2 separate regions of the Mus musculus genome follow, and region 1 is linked to region 2. The links are chromatin contacts, called in public promoter capture Hi-C maps. All regions are on one chromosome and are shown on one strand. The core of a region is the stretch at or near the end of the contact, and the rest is flanking DNA. Distances in the headings are between cores, read along the strand shown.

What was found. Capture Hi-C pulls out chosen DNA fragments and counts their contacts.
Region 1: a promoter capture Hi-C map of adipose tissue shows a contact between it and region 2. A contact is called at or near these places in 5 of 39 promoter capture datasets (3T3-L1-derived adipocytes, the HPC-7 cell line, maxillary cranial neural crest and 2 more), 19 of 484 Hi-C or Micro-C datasets (the AML12 cell line, the AtT-20 cell line, B cells and 13 more), 20 of 130 datasets of targeted methods (CD8 T cells, the NIH/3T3 cell line, the SCID.adh cell line and 10 more) and 2 of 9 other capture datasets (adipose tissue and liver).

The regions. Positions count from the first base shown.
Region 1 is chr19:4,988,498-4,996,004 of GRCm38.p6, forward strand. It overlaps Npas4 (neuronal PAS domain protein 4), which reads right to left and starts at 1,474. Exons shown (of 8, transcript NM_153553.5): 1 at 1,145-1,474; 2 at 239-390; 3 at 1-64. The coding sequence starts at 1,319.
Region 2 is chr19:5,021,346-5,028,371 of GRCm38.p6, forward strand. It overlaps Slc29a2 (solute carrier family 29 (nucleoside transporters), member 2), which reads left to right and starts at 2,661. Exons shown (of 12, transcript NM_007854.3): 1 at 2,661-2,932; 2 at 3,166-3,247; 3 at 4,683-4,843; 4 at 5,013-5,152; 5 at 5,680-5,814; 6 at 5,998-6,095; 7 at 6,335-6,419. The coding sequence starts at 2,904.

The DNA.
Region 1 (7,507 bases), core at 224-2,723, 34 kb before region 2:
CAGTGAGATGGTCAGCAGGGTCAATGATATCGTAGATACTGTCGCCCTGGGCAACCAGGTCCACCTAGAAAGGAGAAGTGATCATTAGTGAAGGCAGCAAGAGCCTATCTGCAACCAATGATTTTTCTTAGGGAAGACTCCCCCACACTCGCCTCTAATAACTCTGTTTTCAGTAGTGAGAGGCTCATTTTATCTCACATATACCCCAACTTGAGATGCAAGGACTTTTAGTACTCACCATAGAGTGGCCCAGATGCTCGCTCACACTCTCCGACAGGTATAGCAACTTCCCCTCAGCTGTGAATACAAGGAGAAATCCAGGTAGTGCTGCCACAATGTCTTCAAGCTCTTGAGCAGAGAGAAGCCCGGTGGGGCCAGCCAAAGGAGTGCCTGTAGGGTGAGAAGATGTGGTGAGTCAGGATAAGAATCAGGGACAACACAGAAATAAAGAGAACATCTTTTGAGTCTTGGAGAAGACACAGGAAATTCCCATAGACCTATTTCTGCCAACACCTGTTGACCCTATGCTTGTGGATCTTGGCCAGGAGACCTGTTGCTAAAACTATCTAGCCAGGGAGCCCCTGGACTTCCAAGCCTGGCCGGAACCTCAGCAGCCCTCTGCTGTCAGCACTGTGGACAGAGCTCTCCCGAAAGGACTGGGATTCAGCACCGCGGACAGCTCCTGCGAAAAGGGGCTATGGCCATTTCAGCACCGCGGGCAGCGCCAGAAAGGGTGATGGCTTCAGGACGTCGAACAGCTCCAGAGCGCATAGAAAGACCCTCTCAGCATTTTCTAGCACAAGCTACTCTTCCTCATACTTTGCCTTTGCAGGCTTTCCCTGTAGCTTGCCAGGCTTCCTTCCGTACCCTCCCCGGATTCCTGGAGTGCCTCTGAGGCAATGGGAGCCTGGACCATTCTGTTTTAGCGCTCTATCTCACACAAATCCAGTGCTAGGACTATCGTTTAGGCTAGTCTAGATGGAGCTCAGAAGAAAAAGTAGGAAGTCCAGGGTCCCCTCAAGTCCCTTCTCTCCACAGGCTTCCAGCACGCTGTGCTAGACAAGCGGCAGTTTTAGCACATTCCCTCAGCTCCTCCATCCCTGGTCCCCGTCAGCTCTGGTCTCCGGTAGCCCAAGCTGCTCACCTCCAGCAAAGAAGACACCCTTGCGAGTGTAGATGCAGGCAAGACTCATGATGTGCAGGTAGGACAGCCGGACCTTGTCCGCTTCAGCCAACGGCAGCAGCTCCTTGAGGTTCCGAATCTCGGCGTTGATCTGGTCGCGGCGCGCCTTGGAGGCGCCCTTGGTGGATCGGTACATGACTGCCGGCTGTGGAGCTCCAGCTCCGGCTCCCGAGCACCTGCGATCCTTTCCCGATGCACCGGAGGCTTCCTCTTCCTTGCTTCCCGGTCTTTTCGCTCAGGCTCTTGCTCGCTCTCGCTCCACTCCTGGGCTCCGCTCGGCAGCGCTGCCCCCCTCGCCTGCCTCGATCCGCCTTATATAGCTCCTGACAGGCGTGGGGGGCTCGTTTTTAGAGACGGGGGGGGCAGCGGGAGGCGGGAGGCTGGGCTAAAGCAAGCTGCAGAGGGAGCCACTGGCTGGGGAGGGGGGGTGCTCCTCCTCCCTCCCAGACTTCCGACGTCATCCCGTGACGTCGAACGGGAGAGGGAGGGGGCGGGGGAAGGGGGAGAAGGGAGGGTGCAGAGGGGGCCGGCTGGCAAGAGCTGTGCAGAGCCAGGAATGGGGTGCAGGGACCCAGGTTTTCCATTACATTCTATTAGGAGGAGGAACAGTACATGGATTAGGGTGGTCTGAAGCCCTTAACAAGAGAGTTTGTAGAAGGCAAAGCGAGGCTGCTATCAACATAGATTTTTCTAAGGAGGCAAAGGATGAGAAGGGGCTTGGTCCTCTGCCAATTTGCCGCCATCTGCCAGGCAGGGGTCGAAATTACATGAGGGACTTTCCTTGGCTTTTGGGGAGGGGCTAGGTCACAACTGGGGGTCTTTTCTGGGGTCTATTCAATCTGAAAGTCCCTTAGCCAGTTTCAAATAAATAATTCCTTCTTCGCCTCCATGCCCTGACCTGAGGGTCTAAATCTCCAGGATAGGGTGGAATGGTGGTCCTGTGGAGAAGAGACCACTTGAATTCGGTCTTGATCATATTTCCTTAGCACCATAGGAACACAAACATCTCCACTGTGATCTGCAGGGATTCCTTTTTCCTCTATTAGTTCATCTTAGCCACCTGTCGGGGAAACTGAGGCAAAGACCCAGGGCCTGGTGAGGATCTGGATGTGTGTTTGAACCTCTCCCACGATCCCCTCCCGCTTGTCAGCCCCCAAGACGAGCTGTTCCCCCGCCCTCTTGCGAGCCCCAGTCTCTCCGGCGGGCTGGGGGGCGGGGGCGGGGCCGGGGGAATCCCAGCTCCATATTAGGACAGGAATCCTCCGGCGGCTGCGGCGGCGGCAGCGGCGGGCGGGGCCTACCGGCCTCCGCACAGCTCTAGAAAGCTCTCCCCACTGCTTCAGCCGGGAAGAGGGGGAGGCTGCCAAGTAGCCAGGGTCTGCTGTGCCCTCAGTGGCTGCTGCACCTACCCAAGACCCTTTAATTCTGCCAGAGTCCCCTCCCCATCTCCCTTCAATTCTTGCTCCATCTTTAGCTCCAGGGCTCCTCGTTCTGCCTGTGCACTTGTCACTGAGTGAGCGCACAACATACACCTTTCTTTTTTTTTTTTTCCTTCGTTCATTGAGCGTTGGACAGTCTATCTCGGCTTTGTGGGCGCCCCCCACCCCCACCCCTCTAATTTGCACCTTTGGTTTAACTACCTGTCATGTCAGGCTTGTCTTTGTAGTGTGGCCTTTGCATCACCCCACCCCTCCAGACACACACCCCCACACACACCTTTCTTCAGTCACTTACATGCGATTGCTGTCTACACAGGGTATGGGAGCCCTTTTTTTATCCCACAACCATTTCACAAAGGACTAGAGAAACTTTTTGCCCAAAATTTCATTTAGAGTAGGAACATATAAAAGCACTTTTAGAGCCTGAAAAACAAGACCATTTAAAAAGTTGAGGGAAGCCGGGCGTGGTGGCACACGCCTTTAATCCCAGCACTTGGGAGGCAGAGGCAAGCAGATTTCTGAGTTCGAGGCCAGCCTGGTCTACAAAGTGAGTTCCAGGACAGCCAAGGCTACACAGAGAAACCCTGTCTCAAAAAACAAAAACACACAAACAAACAGAACAAAAAACAAAAAAAAATTGGGAGAGAGGGACAGAACTGGCTGCAGAAAGTTAGAGATGAACTTTGACACCAAGGAGAAAAGTTTGTGGTCAAGAAACCCCTGTTCTTCATGGAAAGGGGTGATAGCAAGAGAGGCAACGTGGAGTGAAAAGCAGGGGGTATGGGAAGAGGGTACTTTGGTGACCAGGGCCATGGCTTAGTAGGAGTTCACACTTCTATCATGCTCAAGACTTGAGTGCACTCCCTAGTAATGCCGGGGAGGGGCGGGGAGAGGTTCATGGTTGTAGAGCCCCTATCCTAATATTTTGTACAATTTTAGTTCAGATAGAAAGCATCTACATATACAACCATGTAGCCAGCCAGTGGTATAGCTGAGATGGAGAAAATGGTGTGTGTCTGTAAGACACTGTTTCCAACCTTATGGGTGACAGAAATGGTTTCTTCAGGATGTATTTCTCTCTGGCATGTTTCATCCTTATTAACTCTGATATCCCCACTCAACACCACCACTCCCTGTTCCATTCTCTTCCCTTGGTTTTTGGATTCTCTTTCCATATGCAAATCCAAGATGGAGTTTCTAGATTAGTTTCCCAAAGCTGAGGATGAAACCAGGGCTCTGTGTATGCTAGACAACCATTCTATCTCTGGGGTTCATCTCTGCCCTGTCTTCCTCACAGACAGGTGCTTTAAGCCCTGGCCAGGAGACGTTCTTGATATCTCCTCCACAATAAGTTGCATCTCTCTGCTGGGTCCACAGCTGGTCTCCAAGCAATTTAAGCAGACCTGGAAGGGGGAGGGGGGGGGGGGATGTTGTCGCTGTCCGTGGTGCTGAATGTTGCCTTCCCACTCAGAATGGTCGTGGTTTGCCTGTGACATCAAAGCCGAGCTGGGCCTCGGGATAGATGAGAATGGCATCCCGATGCTGTCATCCTCCTCATTGAGAATACATATGGGCTATTTACAGGTGTGGCTGTCAAGACTCCTCGGTTCTAGGAATTAGTTAAGCTTGGAAAGAAAATTGGGCTCAAGGGAGGAATCCTTGGATTTTTCCAGGAGGATGGACTAGGGATAAGGAACGTTGGAAGGGGAGAAGGTTCTAGAAAGGGGCAAGGGAGGGGGTAGGGAAGGGATCATCTTAGTTCGACTACTCTGATTCAAGTTGAGAAGCTCTGTATGCCCCCAATGTCTCCTCTCCCTAGGCCAGCTCCCACTCCTCTTGCCTCCCACCTCCATGAAACTATTTTTAACTGTGCAGAACCAAAAATAGCCTGGCAGCAGCTTCAGGCCGTGGGAGAAGAGCTATTTATATCACCAGTGACGGTTCCGAAATAGCAAGCAGGAGGAGGGGGGCGGCTGGCACGCTAGAGAGCTCCTGGCCGCTGCTAAAAATACTGTCAGTGTGAGTCATCCTGGCCTGGCTGAGTCACCCCACTCTCTCCCCCCCCAAGCGGCAGGCGGCGGCAGCAGCAGCAGCAAAACAGAATTGGAAGCCTGAGATGGGGGAGGTATCACAGCCTTTGGTTATGGGAAAGTGGACAAAGTTGGGAGAGGGGCTTTGGGGTGTGTGTGTGTGTGTGTGTGTGTGTGTGTGTGTGTGTGTGTGTGTGTAGAAGCAATAGGTGGGGGTTACAAGATATTCACAGCCAAACTTACTGGGTGAACATGCAGCATTTGCAGATCTGCCTTCCTGCTATAGGAAGCTTGAGCAACTGAAGGGGGAAAGGGGAGTGTGTGTGTGAGCGCACACGAGTGTGTGCACTTGAATGAGGCTGTGTTGCATGTTCTATGTCTGCATCCAAACCTATCTGTCTGGATACACTTATCTATCTGCATCCATGTATCTATTTGCCTGTGTTTTGATGATAGGCTCTGCATCCTTGTGTGTCTACATATCTGCCAGTACCTGCATCTGTGTTTTTATTTGTCTGTTTTATTTCTCTAAGTCTCTGCCTTTCTGTGTTGTATGCAGTTTTGCGGTTTTGCCTAATATATTTGCTTTTATACCTCTCTGTGTGTTTGTGTCCATATATGAGTCTGCCTTGAGCCTTTTCTTCAGCGTTAGGTGGTTTGTGCTGACTGTGCTTCCTGAGACTCCGTGCACCTTTGGTTGCCCACTAGGACGCCATTCGTTGGTTTTTGCACCATCTATCCTTTGTTCCCCTCTCTCCACCAAACATCCTTTTTTCTAACTCTTAGCCTCTAACAGTTTGCAAAGGCCTCTCTGCTGCACACAATCTCTGCAATGGAGGAAAACAAGTTCACAGGAGCACCCTTCTCTGGAACCATCCAGAACCTTCTCTGGCCTGCAGGAGTGCATGGTTTTCTATCACTCCATATTTGGGGAGCTGATAGAAGGGCTTTCTTTAGTTCTAAAAAAATTGCTGGTGTGGGCATAGGCATGTGTAGCACGCACATACACACAGGCACACACACAACTGAGAGAATGAGAGAGAAAAAATATCAAGGTCCCTTCTTTACTGAGCAGAGCTCGCATCTGTTGCCATGGAAACCCACCCACTCCTTCCCCGAAAAACCACCAAGAAGAGGTGATGGCATCGTGAAGGGATTGGCTGATTCCTTTCTTTATTTTTTTCCCGAAAAAGGCCTTTTTATAGCAAGAGCAGACCATGAAGTCCTCTGCTCCTCTCTTCATGGCTTTATTGGGGCTCTAGAGGGTCATCACCCCTCAATCCCTATTAGAGAAATGGTGCATCTTTTTCAGAGATTGTCCAGGAGGAAGACCTCCTGAGGAATTGGAATGGAGGGTTTGATTCTTAAGAATATCATGGAGACTCCTGGCTCCTTTTCTCAAATACTGGAGCAAGGATGTTGACGGGGGACTGTCGGCATACATGTGGTATTTGTCTGCACAAGTATGCCTATGAGGAAGAGAAGGAAGGATGAAGCAAAGGAGAGGGAGGGGAAGAGGAAGAGGGACAGAATGAGAAAATAAAGGAATCCCTTGCTAGGGCTTCTGAGATAAATCAGTGCTGAAGGATGCAGCACTCCGAGATCATCTGAGCAGATGAGCAGGACAACTTTCACTTTATGATGCCGTGGGTGGGGCTGCAGGTTCCCAGTGGACCACAGCTGTGGCTGCTTCGTGGAGACCCCAGGGAAGCTGGGACCAGAGCTGAATGTTCTGGGAGAACTCAGAGCTTTCTGTTCCTGACTCTGATCCCAGCCTGAGTCTTGAAGGCCTCTCCCAAGGTCTGGCACCAGCCACTGCGGCCATGTTGCTCCCTGACATGAACTCTAGCACCCTGCCAAATGCCCGGACAGTGGAGAGGAAGAGAGATTCCTCGTTTCCTCCTGTGCTGGGCTTGCTCCAGAAATGGGGTCACTGAGGACCGCATGTTAGAAAGACAGACCAAGAATCCAACTATAATGAAATATTTGTCTCCATCCAAGAAGGCCACCGTCACCTGCAGCAGACAAGGATGTGGCCTCGTGTGCTGCTAGACTCAGTGCCACTCAAAGGGGTGGAGTAAAGGGAGAGAGAGACTTACTCTGATCTCTTAGGCACTTTTTATTTTGCAATTTTTAATTTGTCACATGAAGAGAACACACATGTGTCATGGTGTCTGTGTGTGGAGGTCAGAGGTTAACTTGCAGGCGTCAGTTCTTTCACTTTGACACACAGCCTTCCTAGCCACCCTAACCTTCCTCTTAGCTATTGTCTCAGGACTGATGATTGAGATTATTACGTTCATTCTATAGTCGATGAGGTTAAGATCAGAAGTGAGCAATGACTTAAAGTCAGACAGCAGGGCTCTGGCAGTGCCCTGTGCATGGTTCATTCCTCCCCATTCAAACTTGTTCTCTTGCCGTGTAGAACGAGATTGGGGCCTATACACTATGGCACCGAATAAAATCTGGTCCGCTGTTTCTTTTCATTAATGAAGTTTTACTGGGACACATTCAGACCATTCACATACTTATGGCTGGTGCCCTTCTTCACACAGTCACAGAGTTAAGTGCAGAAGGGACTAGAGCTCCCACCAAGCCCAAACACCTACTACCTAACCCTTGACAGAAAATCCTGCCACCCTTAGAGCAGAAGGTAAAGAAATAGCTTTCCCTCTCTCTGGAAAGCTCTCCAGTCTCAGAACAAACTGAGCTGTCACATCCTCTCTCTACTCTCTTTACCCATCTTAGGGAGAAGAACTTGGGAAGTCCTTCCTAATGTCTAGCTTTCTTTGTAACTATGAATATATGGTCTCCCCATCCAAGAATGATTGTGCATAACCCATTTCCATGTCAAC
Region 2 (7,026 bases), core at 1,411-3,910:
GCTGGGTCATACGGTTCACCCACTGCCTTGGATGTGCCACATTAGTGCAGGATTTGAAGGAGGGAGATTGAGTTGCCGTCCAGCTACTACACAGAGCTCTGTCCTGTAAATCTCAAACTGTGCTACAAATAAAACCAACATTTTTTTTTAAACCACCCTGATAATTTTCTGAACCTGGGCTGTAAGTCCACTTGACATGCAGACATAGTGAATTATCTGTAAGGTTTAAATATGCACAGCATTTTCCAGCAACTTGGCCAACTGTCTGCAGAGAGACAGCTGCATTGTTTCATTTGGAGTTTCGCCAAGCCTTGGTCTCCATTCCAGTATGGCACATCCTCAGGACACAGGATTTTTTGGGATTTTGCTTTTTTTGTTTTTTGTTTTTTTTGTTTTTTTTTTTTTGTTTGTTTTTTTGAGACAGGGCTTCTCTGTGTAGCCCTGGCTGTCCTGGAACTCACTTTGTAGACCAGGCTGGCCTTGAACTCAGAAATCCGCCTGCCTCTGCCTCCTGAGTGCTGGGATTAAAGGCGTGTGCCACCACGTCCGGCAAAATATTATTTATGTATTTATGTATGTGAGTGCACTGTAGCTGTCTTCAGACACACCAGAAGAGTGTGCATCAGAGCCCATTACAGATGGTGTGAGCCACCATGTGGTTGCTGGGAATTGAACTCAGGACCTGTGCGAGAGCAGTCAGTGCTCTTAACTGCTGAGCCATCTCTCCAGCCCACACCAGTGGCCTTTAAGAGTCTGCTTTTGGTGCCCCTGCCGTGTGTTTAAAACTGGTTTTATAAAGAGGGGCTAAGCTTGTGACTGCTTCATGTGTCTGAGCACTAACCAATCACATACTTATTATTTTATTACTAAGTGTTTTCCTTTCTTGCCTCCCTTAGGATGTCACTGTGCCATCAAAAATTGTCCTGCCTGGGTTCTGTTATGCACAGCATTTCGCCACAAAGTAGAAGCAAAATATTGGTTAATTACAGATCCCCAGTCAGGCTGAGCTGAGAATCTGAGGTAAAATCCAACTCCTCCCAGCCAAAGGGATCTATTAGTATGTCCCATAGTGTGCCAGCACTCTCCTGTCCCCGGTCCTGGTACAGGCCGTTCCTTCTCTGAAACGCCTCATCCCCTTCCATCCCAGCCCAAGACAACAGACTGCTCCCCAGACCCTCATCTCCATCTTCAAGATGGTGCCAGGGCAACATCCCACCCCCTGTCCCACTTTGACTCACTCTCCTATCACTGTCAAGTAGGAAACAGGTCAGTAATAGTTATTAGAATAAGCATTCGAAAAATGCAAGTGACTAACTGTGTGTAGGTAAAACTGTCGAGAGATGCTCAAGGCAGAGGGGATGAAGAGGCCTTGAAAACCTGTTAGAACTGAACTCAAGACTGTCCCTCTTGGCATAATGGAAGTCTGGAAAGAAAACTTAAAGAGTAACTGTCTTTCCCAGTGTAATCCATTGCTGTCTTTTCCCTAACGTCACCAGCTAGGGTTAGATGCAGCCCAGGGGTAAGAGTGTTTGCCTCGCATGCACAGGGCTCTGAGTTCAGTTCCCAGTACCACACAGTCATCTGCAGTCCACCATGATCTAAGGAACCACCTTCGATGAGCCAAGCCTGGTGGCTAGATTCCGGGAACAGGACAGAACAGGGATAGTAACAGCATGGTCTGGCTGATACATAGGAAAAACATTCTAAAAAACTATATTCTTTAGAAGACACACATTTATATAACCTTGTATATATATACTTTTATATATTCATATTTATTTGTATTTATTACTTAGAAGCACGTGTGCCACTGTGCTTGTGTGGAGGTTAGGGAACAATTTGCTGGAGTCGCTTCAGTTTTTCTAACATATGGGTCCTGGGCGTGGCCTCGGGGCATCAGGCTTGGCAGCAAACGCTCTCACCAGTCCACATAAATATATTTCTTTTTCTTTTTTTTTTTTTTTTTTTCGTTTTTTTGAGACAGGGTTTCTCTGTATAGTCCTGAATATATCCTGGAACTCACTCTGTGGACCAGACTGGCCTCGGACTCAGAAATCCGCCTGCCTCTGCCTCCCAAATGCTGGGATTAAAGGCGTGCGCCACCACGCCTAGTGAAAATTAGGTTTTTAAGCACTCCTGAGGGTGGCAGTGGCGACTACAGGGGAGGGGGCCGAACGTCACCTGGGCCACGATTCCCTCCAGAGCCTTTGTTCAATCCTCCTTGTTGGACCCAGGTACCGTAGGAGGGCCTATCTGTCCGTCTTCCACATATGTTGGGGATTTTCGTTTGCAAAAGTGCCTCGACCTCTGGGGGAACTCCCTCGGAGCACCGCGCTGGGACCTTCTGCGACAATTGATGACACTGGCTTCTTCCTTCTGGTCGGACTTACTTCCTAATCTGCTTAGAGCTTAGAGGGCTCCAAACCTTAGAACACGCCAAGAGGAAGAACCTCCCAGCTAGATCGACTGTGCCCAACAACCACCGGACCCCTTCCCTCCTGCGCAGTCCTTATCCCTTCCCCAGAGATTCCGGACCCGTGCCTAAGGAGAAGACGGGTGCGAGGCGAAGGGACGGCGGTGAGACACAGCTTCAGGCGCGGAAGCAAGCTAGAAGGCGGAACCTAATACCCTAAAGGCACAGCCACCAGCGAGGCGGAGTCTGGAGAGCGGGCGTCCGGGGGAGGGGAGCAATGGCTCTTTGTTCCCGCCCTGGAGGCGGAGCCGAGGTCCGAGCCTGCAAAACGTGGTCCGCAGTGTAACCCAACCCCGACCCTCCGCTACGGCGCTCCGACCTTGGGATTCCTGGACACCGACCAGCGTCGCTCTCCTTCGGCCTCCCAGCCCTGCGTAGGCGCAGGTGCAGCCGCCTTCTGTGGGCCTGGTGCAATAGGACTGCGGCAACCATGGCGCGGGGAAACGCCCCTCGGGACAGGTGAGGTGGGAACCCATGTGCTGCGTACCGTGGCCCAGGTGGCCACGAGCCTTTGAATTCCCGCTCGTCTTGATGCTCCTGGGCTCAAAGACGAACGGGACTACAATTCCCATCAGCCGATTCCCTTAGCTGCTTGAGCCAGGGTGATGGGGATTGTAGTCCGTTCTACTGAGGGGCGGCTAGGGCGGCCCAGGCGTACGTCCTCGGGGTGACCTTCTGATTGATCCCCACAGCTACCACCTGGTTGGGATCAGCTTCTTCATTCTGGGACTGGGCACCCTTCTCCCCTGGAACTTCTTCATTACCGCCATCCCGGTGAGACCCGCGGCCGCTGGGCAACCTCATGGCCACAAACCAACATCCCTCCAGCCGTCTTGAACTGAGCCACTTTCCTCACCAGGCCACTTACTACAGCTCAGCCTGTCAGGGACAGCACCAAGCCTCATAGAGGGAACCGCCTCTCCCCTGGCTAGGCAAACTTTTAGGAAGGTACAGATCTCAGAGGTGCAGGGCCATCCACGTAGGGAGTCTGACCAGCAAAGGAGTTTCCATCCCATGCCCTTTGTCGTTATTTTTGGCCAGTCACTCCAAAGTGTCTTTTTTCCAAGCCTTTGGCTTTCTTTGCAATGACATGAGTTACAGTCATTCAACTAATAATTAATGAGCAACTACTGTAGACAGATGTGGAGGAAGGCCCGATTCCCCAAAGCATGCATTCTTTTATAGAAAGGCAGAAATCTATAGCTTGTTTTCTCCTTTTTGTTTTATTGTTGTTGTTGTTTTCGTTTTTTTCGAGACAGGGTTTCTCTGTGTAGCCCTGGCTGTCCTAGAACTCACTCTGTAGACCAGGCTGGCCTCGAACTCAGAGATCTGCCTGCCTCTGCCTTCTGAGTGCTGGGATTAAAGGCGTGCATCACCACTGCCTAACTTTTGTGTTTTCTTTAGAATAGGGTTATTCAAACATATTCAGTGGGTTAACTTCCCAGGTGTCTGTGGAGTGCTGGCATCGGTGCTGGACCCTGATACCCAAAGATGGATCAGCTACTGAATCTGAGAGACACAGAGCCAGGGCTATTAATAATGAAACAAGACACGTGCCAGGCCATTCCACCCTGAAGCAGAGAGCTATAAAGGTTCTCAAAAGAAATTTCTTCTGCTTCATAGAAAAGATTTGTAAATTAGGAACTGAGCAGACAAAGGGTGGAAGCAAAGCGCATCCTATTTAGAGAAAGATCTGGAGCCTGCAGCTTACCAGAATGGAAGGATGCTAAACCGTGAGGTCTGCCTTGCAGGCAGGGTACGCATAAGAGTGCTGGGCTCTGTGTGCCCGAGAAAACGGATTGGCTTAGTTCCCAAGCTAAGGCCTCGCATACAGTAGATGTTCAATAAGTACCCATGGAATGAATAAGGGTTGAGGTGGTTATAGCAGGGGAATGGAGGCTAGGTCCAGGACACTGAAAAGGAGATGGAACCCAGAGATGCAGCAAGACCTTGGGCTCAGGCGCAGCAGTTAGCCATCTTTAATCCCAGCACTCTGGAGGCAGAGGCAGGCAGATTTCTGAGTTCAAGGCCAGCCTGGTCTACAAAGTGAGTTCCAGGACAGCCAGGGCTATACAGAGAAACCCTGTCTCGAAAAAAAAAAACAAACAAAGACAGCCCCACAGATGTTAACCAAACAAAGATGCTCAATTGACAAGTGTGGGGGGGTGCTTTCTGACCTTACACTGTCTACACCGTCTCTGTGTGGCAGTACTTCCAGGGGCGGTTAGCAGGGACCAACAGCAGTGCTGAGACCATGGGCACCAACCACACCAGTCCCACAGACACTTTCAACTTCAACAACTGGGTGACACTGCTGTCCCAGCTGCCTCTACTGCTCTTCACGCTCCTCAACTCCTTCCTGTATCAGTGGTGAGAACCAGCCCCAACCACCCTCTCCCTGTCACAGTCACAGAGGCCCGGGACACCTCCTGCTCCTCTCCTTCCCTGCTCCCACCTCATCACTCCAGCTCCCCTGCCCTGCCCCCTCTGCCATCTGCTCCTGGTGGCCCCCTGATGTCCTCTGCCCTCTTCTGAGCAGCATCCCCGAGTCGGTGCGGATTCTGGGCAGCCTGCTGGCCATACTACTGCTCTTTGCCCTGACAGCAGCGTTGGTGAAGGTGGACTTGAGCCCTGGGCTGTTCTTCTCTGTCACCATGGCGTCCGTCTGGTTCATCAATTGTAAGCACATCTCCGTCCGGCTCCCCCACCCCACCCTCTCGTGCAGGAACAGCCGAGCAGATCCTTTAAAGGAAGACAATACCGTCATCACCCAAATCCCCAGACAAGAAAATGGGCCCAAAGAGAGGAAAAGACACTTGTCTAGGAACCATAGTGACATAGGGAGACCTCCTAGTCAGAAGCCCCACAGACCAATGGTTATGTCTCAAAAGAGAAACAGGCTGGGTGTGGTGGTGCATAACTTTAATCCCAGCACTTGGGAGGCGGAGGCAAGAGATCTCTGAGTTCAAGATCATCCTGGTCTAGATGATGACTTCCGGGCTAGCCAAGGCTACATGGTGATGCCCTGTCTCAAATAAATAAATAAGAAAAATAGATGGGGGACATCCTACTAGATTGCCCTAAGTCCCCAGGGAAACCCACACTTGCCTAGCCTAGACTGCAGCGCCCCATGCACCTGATGGATGCTTCCTCTCGGATGCTGCTGTGGCTGTCTGAGTGTTGGTCCCCTCCATGTCTCTCCACAGCCTTCTGTGCCGTGCTTCAAGGCAGCCTCTTTGGGCAGCTGGGTACCATGCCTTCTACCTACAGCACCCTCTTCCTCAGTGGCCAGGGCCTGGCTGGGATCTTCGCTGCCCTTGCTATGCTCATGTCCTTGGCCAGTGAGTGCACCTGGGGGTCTGGAGGGCTGGGTAGAAAGAGCAGACACAGGAGGAGGGTGCCTGGGTTATGGGGTGGAGGCTGAGGGAAAGGACCCTTGGGCTTTGCATTGAGGGACAATGATGCTACAGAAAACTGGGACTGGGAGACTTGTGTCTCCTTGGCAGCTAAACTTTCTGTCCCAGGTGGCGTGGATGCCCAGACCTCTGCTCTTGGATACTTCATCACACCCTGTGTGGGCATCCTCCTCTCCATCGTATGTTACCTCAGCCTGCCTCATCTGGTAAGCCTGCCACAGGGCTTAGGTTATGCACCACCTTAGGGAATTTTGGATAAAACCCTGGAAGAGGCGAAGGGAGAGAAAAGTTGACTGGGGGACCTCAGCCTCCCAGCCAGGGGGGGGATGTGGGGGGTAGGCATACACAGAAGGGTGGGGGGTGGGTAAGCATACACAGAAGGGTGTGGGGTAGGTAGGCATACACAGAGGCCTTGCGCAGGACTGACTTGTTGATCCTTCTGCAGAAGTTTGCCCGTTACTACCTGACCGAGAAGCTGTCTCAGGCTCCAACTCAGGAGCTGGAGACTAAAGCTGAGCTCCTCCAAGCTGGTAAGCCCCAGGATCCTTGAGGGGATGTGGGAGAGACCCAGAGGAAATTCAGGTACACTCTCCTGGGAAGTCTTCCCTTCTGTCCTCCCAGTAGCTCATCCCTTTGAGCCTTGTGAGAGCAGAAGCAGGCCATGAAGGGAAGCCATCCCTGCTACCCTGTGGTTCAGTTTCCTCTTGAACAAAATGGAGAAGCAGGAGAGAGCATTTTGGATCCACGAGCTCTACTAAGCCTTGGGCAGATCGCTCTAGGCTCCATTTCCATGTTATTACTGTTGTCTTGGTAACAGGATCTTTCTACATTGGCCGGACTGGCCTCAGACTCAGAAATCTGCCTACCTCTGCTTCCTGAGTGCTGAGACTAAAGGCATTCCCCACCATGCCTGACTTAGGCTTCATTTCTTCATTGCAAAGTGACAATGACAGAATCTATCCAAGATACTTTTAACTCATTGCCTGGCACGTGGGCAGGGGAATAGCAAGTCAGAGGTCAGGTTAGGTAACAGAGAGGCTAGGCCTGTCTGGGCTAGAAAGAGATCCTATCTTCAGAAGCAAACAACAACAAAGACACGTGAGTGCTCAGGTGTAATTCAGTCACATGTCTAACAGC